Regions from separate parts of the Mus musculus genome. Here region 2 is linked to region 1. The links are chromatin contacts, called in public HiChIP or PLAC-seq maps. All regions are on one chromosome and are shown on one strand. Each heading gives the region's core, a stretch centred on a gene start, on an enhancer-like site or on the middle of the called end of the contact. The rest is flanking DNA. Distances are from core to core; before and after follow the strand shown. Region 1 holds the start of Chgb (chromogranin B). Region 2 holds the start of Fermt1 (fermitin family member 1).

Region 1 (7,049 bases), core at 2,861-5,360:
TGTTCCTCCTTAGTTCTTTGAGAGAATTCCTGGGAAATACTGTTCCTCATGACTTCTTTCCCTGGTATATTGTTGTGCTATCTGAGATAAGACTATATTCAGAATAAACCAAACAACTAAGCCTTTTCCATACTGTCAAGATACCAGCTGCTCCTATATTGATGTAAAGGCATGATGTTGTTCCTGTTAAAATCCCTGCAGGGTTTTTTAAGTGAAATTTGACAATGGATTGAAAACATTGTGTGGGAGTATAAAGGACTGAGAATGGCCAGCAGCTTAAAGAGAACCACGAGATGGCCTTTACCGTCAGATAACAAGACTCACTAAAATGAGGCAGTATGGAGAGGGTGAGTCCTGGGTCAGTGAGTAAAGAGACCTGAAACAGAGTAAGCATCAGGGCCCAGGAGTCTCTAGAGAAACATCCACATACATACAAACTCTGGGTTATTTTTCAAGATGAAATTATAGGGGAGTTAGGAAAGGTCCATCTCAAAACAGGATTCCCAGGATAGGTGGGCCACGATATCATTAAAAGCTGTGTTTATATCCCCCCCTTCAGAGTTCCCATGGTTCCCTTTAGTGTTTGTCTTAGTTAATGTTCTACTGCTGAGAACAGACACCATGGCCAAGGCAATTATTATCAGGGCAACATTTAATTTGGGCTGGCTTACAGGTTCAGAGGTTCAGCACATTATCATCAAGGCAGGAACATGGCAACATCCAGGCAGGCATGGTGCAGGAGAGGTTGAGAGTTCTACATCTTCATCTGAAGACTGCTAGCAGAATACCGGCTCCCAGGCATCGAGGATGAGGGTCTTAAAGCTCACACCCATAGTGACACACCTACTCCAACAAGGCCACACCTCCTAATAGTGCCACTCCCTGGGCCAAGCATATACAAAAAAACCATCACAGTGTTCGCCCTTTTTTTCTTCTATGACAACAATGTAGATCCTGGCAGTCCGCTCTCAGCATCCTTCACCCAAGCACAGAGAGATCTAAAACTTAATGTAGAGACTGGCTCTTGGCCATGAAAGAAAAGAGCTTTCCTTCACCAAGGTCACCAAGGTTGTCTTAATGAGCAGCCAACTTAGCCCAAGGCCAACCTGAGAAGCCAAAAGATGATTTTAACATTGTTTAATCCCATGGTTTTCTAGGGAAAAAGAAGAGAGGGGAAGTATTGGAAAACCAGTGTATAAATACTTCAAGGAGAGAGCAGCTTTAAATAACTACCAATACCTGGTATATTTAAAGAGTGGCATTAACCCTGTGTTATGTCAACAATAGAGGGAGAACCTCTCTCGTAGACTGTACCTTCCCCCCTCTCTTGCTGTTTTCATTTTGGCCTAGGCTAGCCTGGAATTCACTATTGCAGTCCAGGCTGGCCTCAACTTATGCTGAGCCATCACACCAAACAATCTCCTATTTCCAATGTTCACTGTTTTCTTTTAGGCCTCAAACATTCATTTTTGATTTTTTAAAAGAATTTCAGACTTTAGAAAAATGCAAAAATGGTATGCTATTTTAGTATACAGTTCATCATAATTGCCCAAATGTTTATATATATTTTTTCTTTACTTAGCCAGGCATAGTGGTGCACATCTTTAACACCAGTACTCAGGAGGCAGAGGCAGGAGGATCTCTGTGGGTTTTAGATTGCCCTGGTTTACATAGTCTCAGGCTAGTCAGGGCTACACACAATAAAGCCCCATCTTTAAATTAAAAAAGAAAATCAAGCCAGGTGGTAGTGATGGCACACACCTTAGATTCCAGCACCCAGAAGTATCTCTGTGAGTTTGTAGCCATCTTGTTTTACAGAGAGAGAGAGAGAGAGAGAGAGAGAGAGAGAGAGAGAGAGAGAGAGAGAGAGAAAGAGAAAGAGAGAGAAAGAGAGAGAAAGAGAGAGAGTTAGAGTTCCAGGACACCAAGGAGTACATAGTGAAATCCTGTCTGGAAAAACCAATTGTATGCATGTGTGTGTGTGTGTGTGTATGTGTATGTATATTAATTTTTAAGATATGAAAGTGATTCCTTTTTTCTCTTTTCCTTATACTTTCTCACAAATTTTGAGACTAGAAACCTCAATATGCATTTCTAAAAACAATGACATTTTTTGACTATCCAAGGACCTCTCCCTGAAATCAGCAAAGACATGCCAGCACAGTTACAAGCACAGATTATAGTGGTGGGGGTTGGGGGAACAAACACAGGGTGACTCATTGAAGTGTGATGCATGGCTAAAAGCAGAACTAGAACTCAGAAGGCAGAGGCAGGTGGATTTCTGTGAGTCCAGGCCAGCCTGGTCTACACAGTGAGACCCTATCTCAATGAATACATAATTAAATACGTTTATAAAGGAGTCACTACTGAAAATGGGAATAGGGTAGTGAACTAAGGAGAGCAGCCAGTCAAAAAGAACTGGGCCATAAGGCCTGTGAGTCTTTGCAGGTCGCTTACAAAGCACTGGCCTCTCTGGTGTAATATCCTGTGTCTTCTCACACATTCTCTGCTTGTTATATGTAGCCCAGGTGGGCAAGAGTTTCCAGTCCTTCTCTGACAATAGGCTTTGTTCATTTTCATATTTTGCTTTCTTCTTTTTAAAACTTGAAAAGATGTATTTCCTTTTATGTGGATGGGTGTTTTGCCTACACATGTGTGCAGTTCCCAGAGAGGGATGTAATCTACATGCCTTTTCAAATTTTACCAGTTGTCGCAGAACTATCATTTTTAAGACTGGGGTTGATGATATAGGAGACTGGTAGAGTGCTTTCCTGGTATGCCCGTGGCTCTGTGTTCTCTCCAGCAATGTAGAAAAACATAAATGAAAAATTAAAAACATATGCTCTGAGGCTGCAGTTTGGGTAAATAACCTTCCAGGGAGAGGCATCTTTCTATGTTCTCAGCATGTGCAAAGAGAATTTGAGCCTCACTCTTTTCAGGAAAAGGAACTGAAAACTTTTATCACCTGACCAAAAAGATCTCACGTCAGGTTTCACTGGTCCTCGAAATCTGTTATCAGAGCAGATTGTGTCTCTTCTGGGCAGGACGATTGCCTGGCGCTTTTCCCCCAATTCCTTATCAGGCTAACAGAATCCATGTTGAAAATAACCTGGAAGATGCTATCATCTCCATTGCGCACATAATTTAAAATGCGTTTCTATCTCTATTTAAAAGCAAGCAAAGAAGAACAGGTTTTCAAGGATGTACTCCTTACCTCACCCCAAGCTATGCTCCTGTTGTAAAAGAGTAACTAAGGGCCAAAGGGTGACAGCTTAAATAAATGTCTATCAGAAGAGCTGGGTAAGTGACCAATCAAGAGAAAGAGGGGGAGAGGAAGGGGGCGAGGAGGGAAGGGGAGAGGAGGGAGAGGGAGATGGGAATGGAAGGGAGGGGGAGGGAGAGGGGTGGGGAGAGCGAAAGGAAAAGCACCAATTATGTGTGCTCCAAACTAAAATAGGCCTAAGCCACAGAAAGTAGTTACAGAAAAAACTGAACTTGGAAAAAATTGAGGTTAAAAGAGAGAGAGAATTTTGAAGTGTATCCTTTGGCCTGTTTGATTTTTTAAGTTCATCTGAATAAGTACGTCGGGTAGGAGATTCCATAAACAGAAGACAGAAGTGCCATAGATGGGATACACAGACACTGACCAAACATCTCAACCAAGAGCAGGTTACACATTCATGGTTGCACACTGAGGTTTACAGCCATTACTCTCTTGTTAAGGTCTAAGAACCGCCTGTGTATTTATTCCAAGCAAGGATTTTCTTCAGCTTGGCAGAGGATACAGAAAGCTGACCCCCGTCATTTACACACTTCAGAATCACAAGTATCCCACAACCCCAAACTGCAGCATCGGAGGTGTGCGCGGAGGAGCTGGAGCGCAGGCGCGACAATATGAGCCGGACCCTTGTCCCTTCTTGCCTGAGATCTACAGCACCTGGCGTCCCCGCATCCCTGCCCGTGCCTGCTGGGACCCTGCGCAAGGCCGCACACACTGGCTGTGCTTCCGCCCGCTGGCGCCGCCTCGGGGCTGCTCCGTGACGTCAGGGCTGAGCGAGGGGCGCCCCCGCCCGCCGCTCGCCCCCGGGTACTGCACCCCGCCTGCCCTTCATAAGAGCCAGGCCTGCGCCCACCGCGCCACAGCTGCTCTGCGGAGCCCGCACCCGCCGAGCTCCTCCTACACTCAGCTGGCGAGAGGCACCATGCAGCCGGCTATGCTCCTCGGCCTCCTGGGCGCAGCGGCTCTGGCCGGTGAGTGGGATTTCAGCACCCCGGACAGCTCCTAGAGCTGGCGGCACTGGGTTTCACCCTCTATCTCGCCTCTCCTCTTCCCTGTATCCCTTGCCTTGCCTGGCCTGGCTTTGAGTAGGAGAAGCAAGAGCTGTCCAGCTTTTTCCTCCTTTCCCCGCCGGGGCTGTGCAGCCCTTGGAAGCAAAGCCGCATTCTGTGTTCTCTGCAGAGATGTCAGGCTCTATACAGAGCTAGAGAGAGCCTTTGTAGCCTGACTCTCCGTGTGACTTTTCACAGCCCCGTGACCGCAGAGGGGTGGGAATGCACGCAGTTGGCCCCTGCAGAGTTTCCTCTATTATTATAAAGGCACTGAGTTAGAACTAAATCTGAGTGCATTTAAGGCATTTCCCTCAGCGTGTCATATATGTGTGTGCAGGTCTTCGTGTGTCTGTTTACAGGGTTAACATATTTACACTTTGTATTTATGTTTCTAAAGAGAGGTAATTCACATGTTAATTTATGAATGGAAGCTGTACTAGATATTTCTTTCCTTTTGTGCTCCAGAAATAAAAATAACAAGACTGTGTTACACCCATGAAATTATCTTTGGAGTAGCAAAATAAATGTTTTAGTCAATTTTGAAGAATGAAAGCAGAAGTAGTTAATATTTGACGGTTGTGTGTGGATGAGTGCGTTGCTAAGTCTCAAACTACTCTAAATTTACTCAATGGTCTCCAATAGCCTGAAAGATGTGTTTGTGTTGGGAGACTGAAAAATAAGTATAACACCAAATTACACTAGCAGCTCTTTGTCTCTGTGAATGTCCTCGGAAAAGTGTTTTGTTCTGAGACTGAGATTTCTAACTAGAATTGAGATATCCATATGTCTATATGAAATATATAGATGTATATATATATATATAATATATATATATATATGCCTTTGATTGACAGGAATCTCTCATCCAATGTTTGACAAAATGAAAGCCAATGGTAATTTATGTTATTGCATTCATAATGTTCTTATTTTTAAAAATCATTTTTATAAATAACTATTTTTTATAAATATCATATTCTTAATTTGATAAAAGGAAACAAACTGAACAACTTAGAAATTTTCAAGTCCAAAGTATTTCGGAAAGATATTGCTGAACAGGACACAATGATACATTGTACACAATGTACATTCTGTTCTAGATTACAAAACAGTAAGCCTTTTGTAAATCGTTTAACTGGTTAATTAAACTTTTTGGTGGTGGTTAAACATTTCATACCTCTTATGAAGGAATATTTAGTAGTAAAATACCGAAGCTATGCAAATCTCTTCTGTTTTAGGCAACTACTCACTCATCGTGCAGCCTACTGCTTCACTTTGACTATAACCATCTCCACTACCAATTTTAGGGCATGGTCATCACCCCAGAAACACACCATGTATCTTAGCACTCACCTCCTCATTTCCACCTCCCCAAATCTGGCAATGAGGGGATTCCAGTAGTTTGTTACTTAGTAAAATCATGGTTGAGACCCCAGGAAGTCATCTGGTTAATTTTCTACCATTTCGAGCTTCTTGAAGGAGATCCACAACTGTCTGTGTAAGTACTGTGCACCTTAAAAATTAATATGAATAAACCAAATCCATATCCATATCACATAAAAGATAAAGGTATTTTTGCTATGCAGATCCTGTTTGACTCGCAAGTTTGGTGGAATTTGGGGTGCCCATGGTTTACCAGCAAAAGAACATGCTGAGCCTACTTTGCAGCTGTGATTTTCACATGAATCAAACCTTCATAGTCTTATGGATGCTGATGCTTCAAGAGCTATTCTCAGATTTGCTATTTGATTTTTTTTTGTCATTTGATTATTTTACTTTTCCATAAGCATTAAATGTATTTCTTATTTGCTACAGAAATAAGCTAAACCAGTTTTGGGTACCTAATACATCTTTAGTCATTTCTTTGCTCTCACAGATTCTATTGGAAGAAATACATATTACTTAGCACTCTCACCAAGGCTCACAACGCAGCTCCATAAGCAAACCCTAGTTCCTTTCGATTAAGAAGAGTCTGAGGAGTCTCCCTTGGGAAAACGAGGATGCTCTATACTAGTAATTTGTAAACTGCTAATTGTCTAGGACAATGAGACATCCCTTGTCCATCAACTCTGACAAGGGTTAATAGTTTGGCAGTCTGGGTAGTTAAAGTACCCAGTTTATATTGGGAAAGAACAACAGGCAGAACTATATATGTGGATCTGCACTGCTACAGAAGGTCTGGAAAGTTGAACTTGGAAAGGGTGACTTCTCAGTCATTATGGGAGTAATTCTTCCATAGTTATTCTTTCCAGAGGATTTCACAGATTTGAGGTGGAAAAAGAGACTCGCCAAAGTGAGCGTGTTCTCAAAATAGCAGACATTGGACCATGAAAGACTGGCCCTAGGCCGGGGCTCGGTCAGGGAGTGATCACCTGCCATGTGTGAGGATCTGGGCTCAGTCTGCAGCACTAAAGAAAAGGAAAAACCACAGAACCTCCAGAGCCAGGCATAAGAACCCCGTTGGCCAGTCAGGTTTTGTTTGACCTGTCTCTGAGGAAGAACCGGAGTCTTTCTTCATAGCTTATCAAGCACTTTTTAAACATTTTTAAGTGACCCTAATAAACCTGGGTAACAGTGGGACCCTGAAAACAATTGGGGTAGATGTTTAGTAAAGTAAGCAAATGAGAGACATTCGCTCCAAGTCGCATGTATTTTTTTCCTCTGGGTTGACAGGCAGTGGGTTAGGTAGGGTGAGTAGGTGTTTGAACAGGCTTGGTTTGGAA
Region 2 (7,049 bases), core at 1,808-4,307, 160 kb after region 1:
GACAATCATTACTGTGTCTGTGTGTTTGATTTACGTAAGCTCTTTTATTTCTGTAGTATTAGGGTGTCTAACCCAGGGCCTTGTGCATTCTAGTCAAATTATCTTAATACTGAGTTATATAGCTCCAATCCAAAGGAAGTCACTCTAAAAGCACATGATAAGATTTCTTTTGGAGACAAGGTCACTCTATTGTCTCCACCTTGCAATCTTCTTGCCTCAGTCTCCCAAGGGCTGGCATGGCAGGTATGTGCCATCACTCTTAGCTCTACAAAGGTTTTGTATACATCATTGGCAAAAGATAAAAAATCCAAAAAACAAAAACAAACAAACAAAAACCAAATATGAGTGACTGGCCAAAATTTTAAGATAGGGTAGGGAGTTCAAACCCAGTTTTCTCCTAACTGGAGGTGCTAAAGGCAAAGCAAGCAAACAAAAACAAATACAACCCAGACTGTTAAGATCTGGTGGTTTTAGGAAAATCAGAATCCAAAGCAGACAGAACTTTAACAAAACTTGATGTGGGCTCAAATGATGTTGCTAAGTTGAGCTTTTAAAAGGCTTTTAAATAGGGGCACTTAAGTGACTGTAAGGACTGCTTTCCATGTCCCTATGCAAAGAGAGTTTATGAGAAGAAGACCTTCATAAGGTCTATCTCGAGGGACCAACTGTGCTAACATTCCCAAGACAGCACTCCTAACCGTGACAGCCAGCCTCACACTCTGAGACCCAGCCAGCTTCTGTGGCTCACACTCTGCAGTCACAACAGGCAGATGAAAAAGTAGAGGCAGGGTCTGCGTCAATTTAGCAGACTCATCTGAAGCTGGGGTGGTAATGGTGTATGAGGGGCACTGCCTTCATAACAATGGATGATTAAACCACCAATGTTGCGCCACCACGTGTTCCTCACAGACCTGTAAACCCTAAGTGAATTTCAAAAAACGCGTGAGCTACATTGACTACCATAAATCCAAAGATCGACTACTGCACATCTGAACGTGGTCAGGACAGATTTAAGGTGTTTGAATCAAATTCAAGAGCTCAGGAGTGCTTTATAACCAGAGGTATCCCGAGTGCAAGGATGCAGGGGGGGGGGGGGGCTTTCAACACAGAGGTCCTCCGGAGGACCGAACGACCGATTTCGGTTACTGATTGAACTGGCCAGAATGCTTGCTCTCCTCATCAGCCTGCAGCATTTCTGTATGGCGCATTAGCTCCTTCACTCTCACCAACACCCATTTTAAAACGAGGAAACTGGGGTTGAGGGAAGGTAGGATACCTCACGGCAAATCATATCAAGTTCGGTGGGGGGACCCAAACAGGAATCATCCCCCTTACTCTAAACTTACATCACTCTGAGAAACGTCCTTGGTGATTTTGCAACAACAGAAGAGAAAACTCTTAACACGCGAATGAATTCTAGCTTTTTAACAACACCTATCATTTCTACAAACAGATCAGCAGTGAAGAGACAATAAAAACAGCCTCTTCAGGGCCAACTCGACACGGAAGAGCCTTGCAATGTCCAAAATGCTATTTCTTTTCTCTCTTCTTTTCTTTTCTTTTCTTTTCTTTTCTTTTCTTTTCTTTTCTTTTCTTTCTTTCTTTCTTTTTTTTTTTTTTTGAGGCTGAGTTTCAAATAATGTTTTGCACATAAAAAGCTAACTTTATTTTTTTAAAAAAGATGATTTAGTTTTGCTCATTTTTCTGGGCCTTCAGGGTCAATTTTAAAACAAAGGACACAGGGTCCTTAGTTTTCCTGATTGGAGTGATTAACCCATTTGTATAGAAAATGGACAGATCCCTTACAACGAAAATTCCTCCTAAAATGAAGACGAGCTGGTTTTCCCACATTCCTTTCCTATCTCTCTGCGCCTTCAGTTTGGCCTGAGGTTCTCATCCTCAACAACAAGTTGTTACTTGTGGAGCAAACTTCAGCTGGGTGGAAGCTCACCCATGGAGACCGAAATAGGAGGCAACAAGGCACCTTGGATTTACCTTCCCTGGTGAAGGTCGCTCCGCCCCGGTTCAAAGAGAATGCGGGGAAGAAAAAAGAAAAAAAAGTCCGGAATATAACACGGACGCTCGGTTTGGCAGGGTGTCGCAGGGTTCTAGGTGCCCAGTCACCTGTCCTTTGCCCATTAATGAAAGCAGCCCGCGCCGACCGAAAGCGTTCCTGTGCACGATCAGATTCCTGGGCCCGAGGTGATCACCTCCAGACAAAATTATTTCAATTCAACAACCGTTTAACTGCACAGAGCTGCAGAAAAGAAGGGGGCAGAGGTCCCAAGTCTTCGCGGTGAGAGTTCCAGCCTGGCTAATCCCAATCCTCAGCGGGAGAGCTCACCTGCTATGGAGCCTGCCGCGTCCAGTCTGCAGCTCGCACGTGGACAGCTGCGTCCCCAGAGGCCGCCTTGGGCGAGCAGGGGTCTCGCGGGACCGCACCAAGGTACAGCGGGTCCAGTGATGTTGCGGGGACCTCGCGACAGCCAGTAGAGCTGCTGGAGTCCTCCTCCCAGCACCCAAGCACGGTCCGAGTCCCGGGGCCACAGCTTGGCGGCGCAGGCTAGCGCGGCGGGCAGGTGGGGGCACGTCCAGCCCAGCCTGCTAGGTCTTGCTCTCGCTCCGAGTAGGAGAAGGCTGCAGATACAATAAGGGTTGAAGGGAGCCGCAGGGCTGCTCCAGACAGGAGCCAAGCAGCCTGGAACACACTCCTCCCCTCCCGCCTCCACTTTTGTATGGCCTTTCCTGGACGCCGCCAACGTTCTGGGTACCCTGAAGCCCTGGTACTGGCCCAGGACCCAAGGCCCAGCCTTTTTCTCTGCCTCTTAGGTAAATTCGTCACTGATACCCGGGGCCAGGGAGAATCCCTTCCTGTCTGCAACTGTCTATCTATGCAGAGTTCTGGAGCAAGCCTGACCAGACAGGTGGCATGCACAGAGGCGATTCACCTCTGAGTAAAAGGGTGATGTCAGTCCTCCAAAAAAGGTGAGGTCTGGCAGGAGGAAGCCCCCTCTGATCAGACTGAGCTCCAAGCCAAAGGCTGGACCACTCCTAGAGTGGCTCACCGCAGGCAGTCATCTGTTATTTTCCTGTTAGATTCTCCAGACAGCTGCCCGCCCAGGAAGTGTGGGAGACTTTGGGTAATTCCCCCCCTCCCCCTGTACAGCGTACATTAGGTTGAAAGCTTACTGTGCCAGGCCTGGGGCAGGGCCCTGGGGATACGGTGGTTAAGAAAACAATAGTTCTTTAACTGGAAATAAGTAGAAGGCTGGGTGGCAGCCGCTCCTTGGGAAACTTTATGCATCATGCCGCATCAATGGTACGCAGTATGTGTACCAATGAGGTGACTCTGCCGTTAACTTCTTAAATCGAAAATATCCCGAAATTTATAGCCAAATCTTTGTTGTTGTTGTTGTTGTTATTCGAACATCACAATATTTAGGAACTGTTTTGGCTTGCAAGTATTTTACATTTGAATTAAAAGTTCGGTGGTATAGAGCTTTCCAGGACACACACCACTCTACATTCTAGCCCCAATCCCTAAATAAATAGACATCATTTGAACTTTATTAACAATTGCAGGGTCTTAAGGGCAGAGGGCTAGGTTCCGTGGCAGAGCACCTGTCCCTGAGTTCCTTCCTCGGCATGCACAGAAGAAATTTTACTAATAAAATCATTAAGAATTTAGGGTAAATACTGCCAGTTTTATGTCAATTTGACAGCAAGCTAGAGTCATCGGAGGAGGTGACGTTAATGAGATTGCCTCTGTAAGATCTGGCTGTAGGCAAACCTGTAGAGCATTTCCTTAAGTAGTGATTGATGTGGGACACCCCAGCCCGTTGTGTGTGGGGCCACCCCGGGGCTAATAGTCCCGGGTTCTACAAGAAGACAGGATGAGCCTCCCTGCTTTAGGTTTCTGCCCAAGAGTGGGGGTGGGGTGATAGGATGGAGTGTTGGGGTAGTGGCCAGGTGAGGTGCTGGGAGGTAATGTAGTGTTCCTGACCTGACGTTCTCCGATTATGAACGTAGATATGGAAGTGTAAGCAAAATAACCCCTTTCCTCCCCAACTTGCTTTTGATAATGGTGTTTCATCACAGCAACCGTGGCCCTAACTAAAACAGAGGAAGTTTCTTAGTACAGTTAGCCATAGGGATGGGGCTGTCACCTGACTCTGCTTTTCCCAGGTCAATCTGCTTTGACTTTGGGCAGCCGGCATTCCTTTCCTGACCTGCTTTCTGAGAACTCTGCTCCTGGGCAATCAGACCTGAGCCTGTACAGGTTCAAGGTCTGCAGTGTGACCTTAGAAGATTAATGGCTCTTTTACTACCTGTGCAGGTTTCCCATCCCACCGAAAATTGCAATAAACCTATACTAAAGAAAATTGTATTAAAGAATCCCTTTGGATTGCACTAAAGAATTCAGCAACTTTTAGGTGTCCTCCTTGCTGTTATTTTAAAAATTTATACAGATGCTCCTCGACTTTGATAGGATCACATCTCCAAAAGCTCATTGTAAGTTGACAGAATCTTGAAGTAGAAATGAATTTAATACTCAGTCTTCAAATATGGTTGGTAGCAAGGTTTACCAGAGAATAGTGGTTTTTTTCCTCCCTCATGAGAGGGTGGCTGGCTGGCTGCTGTCCCCAGCAACAAGGGAATATGTTCCGGCTCCCAATCTTAAAGCAATGCTTATTGCATCTGAACCTTGAGTTTTCAACCATGATTACAAAAACAAAACAAAAACAAAAACAAAAACCAGCCACCATTCTCAGAAGGGTTTTGCAGTTATTGCAGTTCATTTAAACAGAATATAATATATGTATTATTCTGTGTCTGTCTTGTTTGGTTAAATATATTTGTGATTTTCTTCCATAACATGTATCCTAGACTTGTGATATAAAATTTTACTTATCACTTGGTTATTTTAAGTTTTCTGAAATGGGTAGAGATCATGAGTACAAGATGGATTAGAAAGTGCATTCTAGACTTTAACATTTCACACCCTTCCACACACCCATGTACACATACACACACCCACATATATACAAACATACCTATGCCCATGTACACATATCCACACACCCATACTCAGGTACACACACACACACATCCTTTATAACCCCCACCCACCCACCTACACACATATACACACCTACCCTCTTTTTCTCTTTAAAACACAAGCAGAATCAATACTGAGTCTTTTATTTAATTAATTAATGCATATTAATCAGCGGTGAACTTAATCTGCCTATTTATTCCCTTAGTCATGGTGTTAGCTAGATGTGGACCTAGACGAGGTAACACAAAAGGAAAACACACAGTGACTTATCGTCAAATTTTACATGTAGTGTGGAGGAATAGGAACTAGAGAGGTCTAATTCTGCCAGGTGTATACAGTGGAGGCGTGGCTCGAGAATTGGCTTCAGAAAGAAGATGACTCATTTCCTTACTGGTCTTCAACAACTTCACCATGTGTGTAACGTGTTCTGGTCATAGTTACCTCTCCTATCACCGGCTCAACTTCTATCAGACCCCCCTCCCCTTCTTCCTGGCAAGCTCCTCTCTCTCCCTCCTCTTTCCCCTCCCCTCCTCCTCCCTCCCTCTTTCTCTCTCCCTCTCCCCCCCTCTCTCTGGCGACATGCTGAGTTTAACCAGGGTTGCTGTGTGCACACATGTAATCACAGCTGCGGTGAGTTCATGAGCTGCATGGCTATGCCATATGCAGAAGATGGCGTTTTATAGCATTTTTCTGCACAGCCCAGTCTTACATTCTTTTTATACCCTTTCTGATGTTTCCTGATACCTGGAGCAGGGCGGGACATAAATGTACCTCCCAGGGCTCATCACTCAAATGATTCACATCATGTTTTTTTTTATTTTAAAATTTTTATTAGACATTTTCTTCATTTACATTTCAAATGCTATCTCTAAAGCCCCCTATACCCCACCCCCGCCCTCCTCCCCAACCCACCCACTCCCGCTTCCTGGCCCTGGCATTTACCTGTATTGGGGCATATAATCTTTGCAAGACCAAGGGCCTCTCCTCCCAGTGATGGCCGATTAGGCCAACCTTCTGCTACATATGCAGCTAGAGACACGAGCTCAGGCGGTACTGGTTAGTTTATATTGTTGTTCCTCCTATAGGGTTGCAGACGCCTTTAGCTCCTTGGGTACTTTCTCTAGCTCCTTCACTAGGGGCCCTGTGTTCCATCCAATAGATGATTGTGAGCACCCACTTCTGTATTTGCCAGGCACTGGCATTGCCTCACAAGAGAGAGCTATATCAGGGTCCTGTCAGCAAAATCTTTCTGGCATATGCAATAGTGTCTGGGTTTGGTGGTTGTATATGGGATGGATCCCTGGGTAGGGCAGTCTCTGGATGGTCCTACCTTCTGTCTCAGCTCTGATCTTTGTCTCTGTAACTCCTTCCATGGGTATTTTGTTCCCCATTCTAAGAAGGAGCAACGTGTCCACACTTTGGTCTTCCTTCTTCTTGGGTTTCAAGTGTTTTGCAAATTGTATCTTGGATATCCTAAGTTTCTGGGCTAATATCCACTTATCAATAAGTGTATATCATGTGTGTTCTTTTGTGATTGGGTTACCTCACTCAGGATGAAATCCTCCAGATCTATCCGTTTGCCTAAGAATGTTATGAATTCATTGTTTTTAATTGCTGAGTAGTACTCCATTGTGTAAATGTATGACATTTTTTGTATCCATTCCTGAAACTTATAGAGGAGAAAGTGGGAAAAAGCCTCGAAGATATGGGCACAGGGGAAAAATTCCCGAACAGAACACCAATGGCTTATGCTGTAAGACCGAGAATCGACAAATGGAACCTCATAAAATTGCAAAACTTCTGTAAGGCAAAAACCACTAACAGATTGGGAAAGGATTTTTATCAATCCTAAATCAGATAAGAGACTAATATCCAATATATATAAAGAACTCAAGAAGGTGGGCTCCAGAAAATCAAATAACGCTATTAAAAATGGGGTACAGAGCTAAACAAAGAATTCTCAACTGAGGAATATTGAATGCCTGAGAAG

What was found. HiChIP or PLAC-seq counts read pairs in DNA pulled down with a chosen protein or histone mark.
Region 2: an H3K4me3 HiChIP or PLAC-seq map of embryonic stem cells shows a contact between it and region 1, with 3 times the contacts expected there. The contact joins the promoter of Fermt1 here to the promoter of Chgb in region 1. A contact is called at or near these places in 3 of 39 promoter capture datasets (cranial neural crest, liver and stem cell-derived epiblast-like cells) and 1 of 115 datasets of contacts at active chromatin or transcription factors (embryonic stem cells).

The regions. Positions count from the first base shown.
Region 1 is chr2:132,777,532-132,784,580 of GRCm38.p6, forward strand. It overlaps Chgb (chromogranin B), which reads left to right and starts at 4,111. Exons shown (of 5, transcript NM_007694.5): 1 at 4,111-4,251. The coding sequence starts at 4,203.
Region 2 is chr2:132,942,979-132,950,027 of GRCm38.p6, forward strand. Fermt1 (fermitin family member 1) reads right to left here and starts at 3,058. Exons shown (of 15, transcript NM_198029.2): 1 at 2,345-3,058. Gm14102 (a long non-coding RNA gene) reads left to right here and starts at 2,774. Exons shown (of 3, transcript XR_001783483.1): 1 at 2,774-2,829.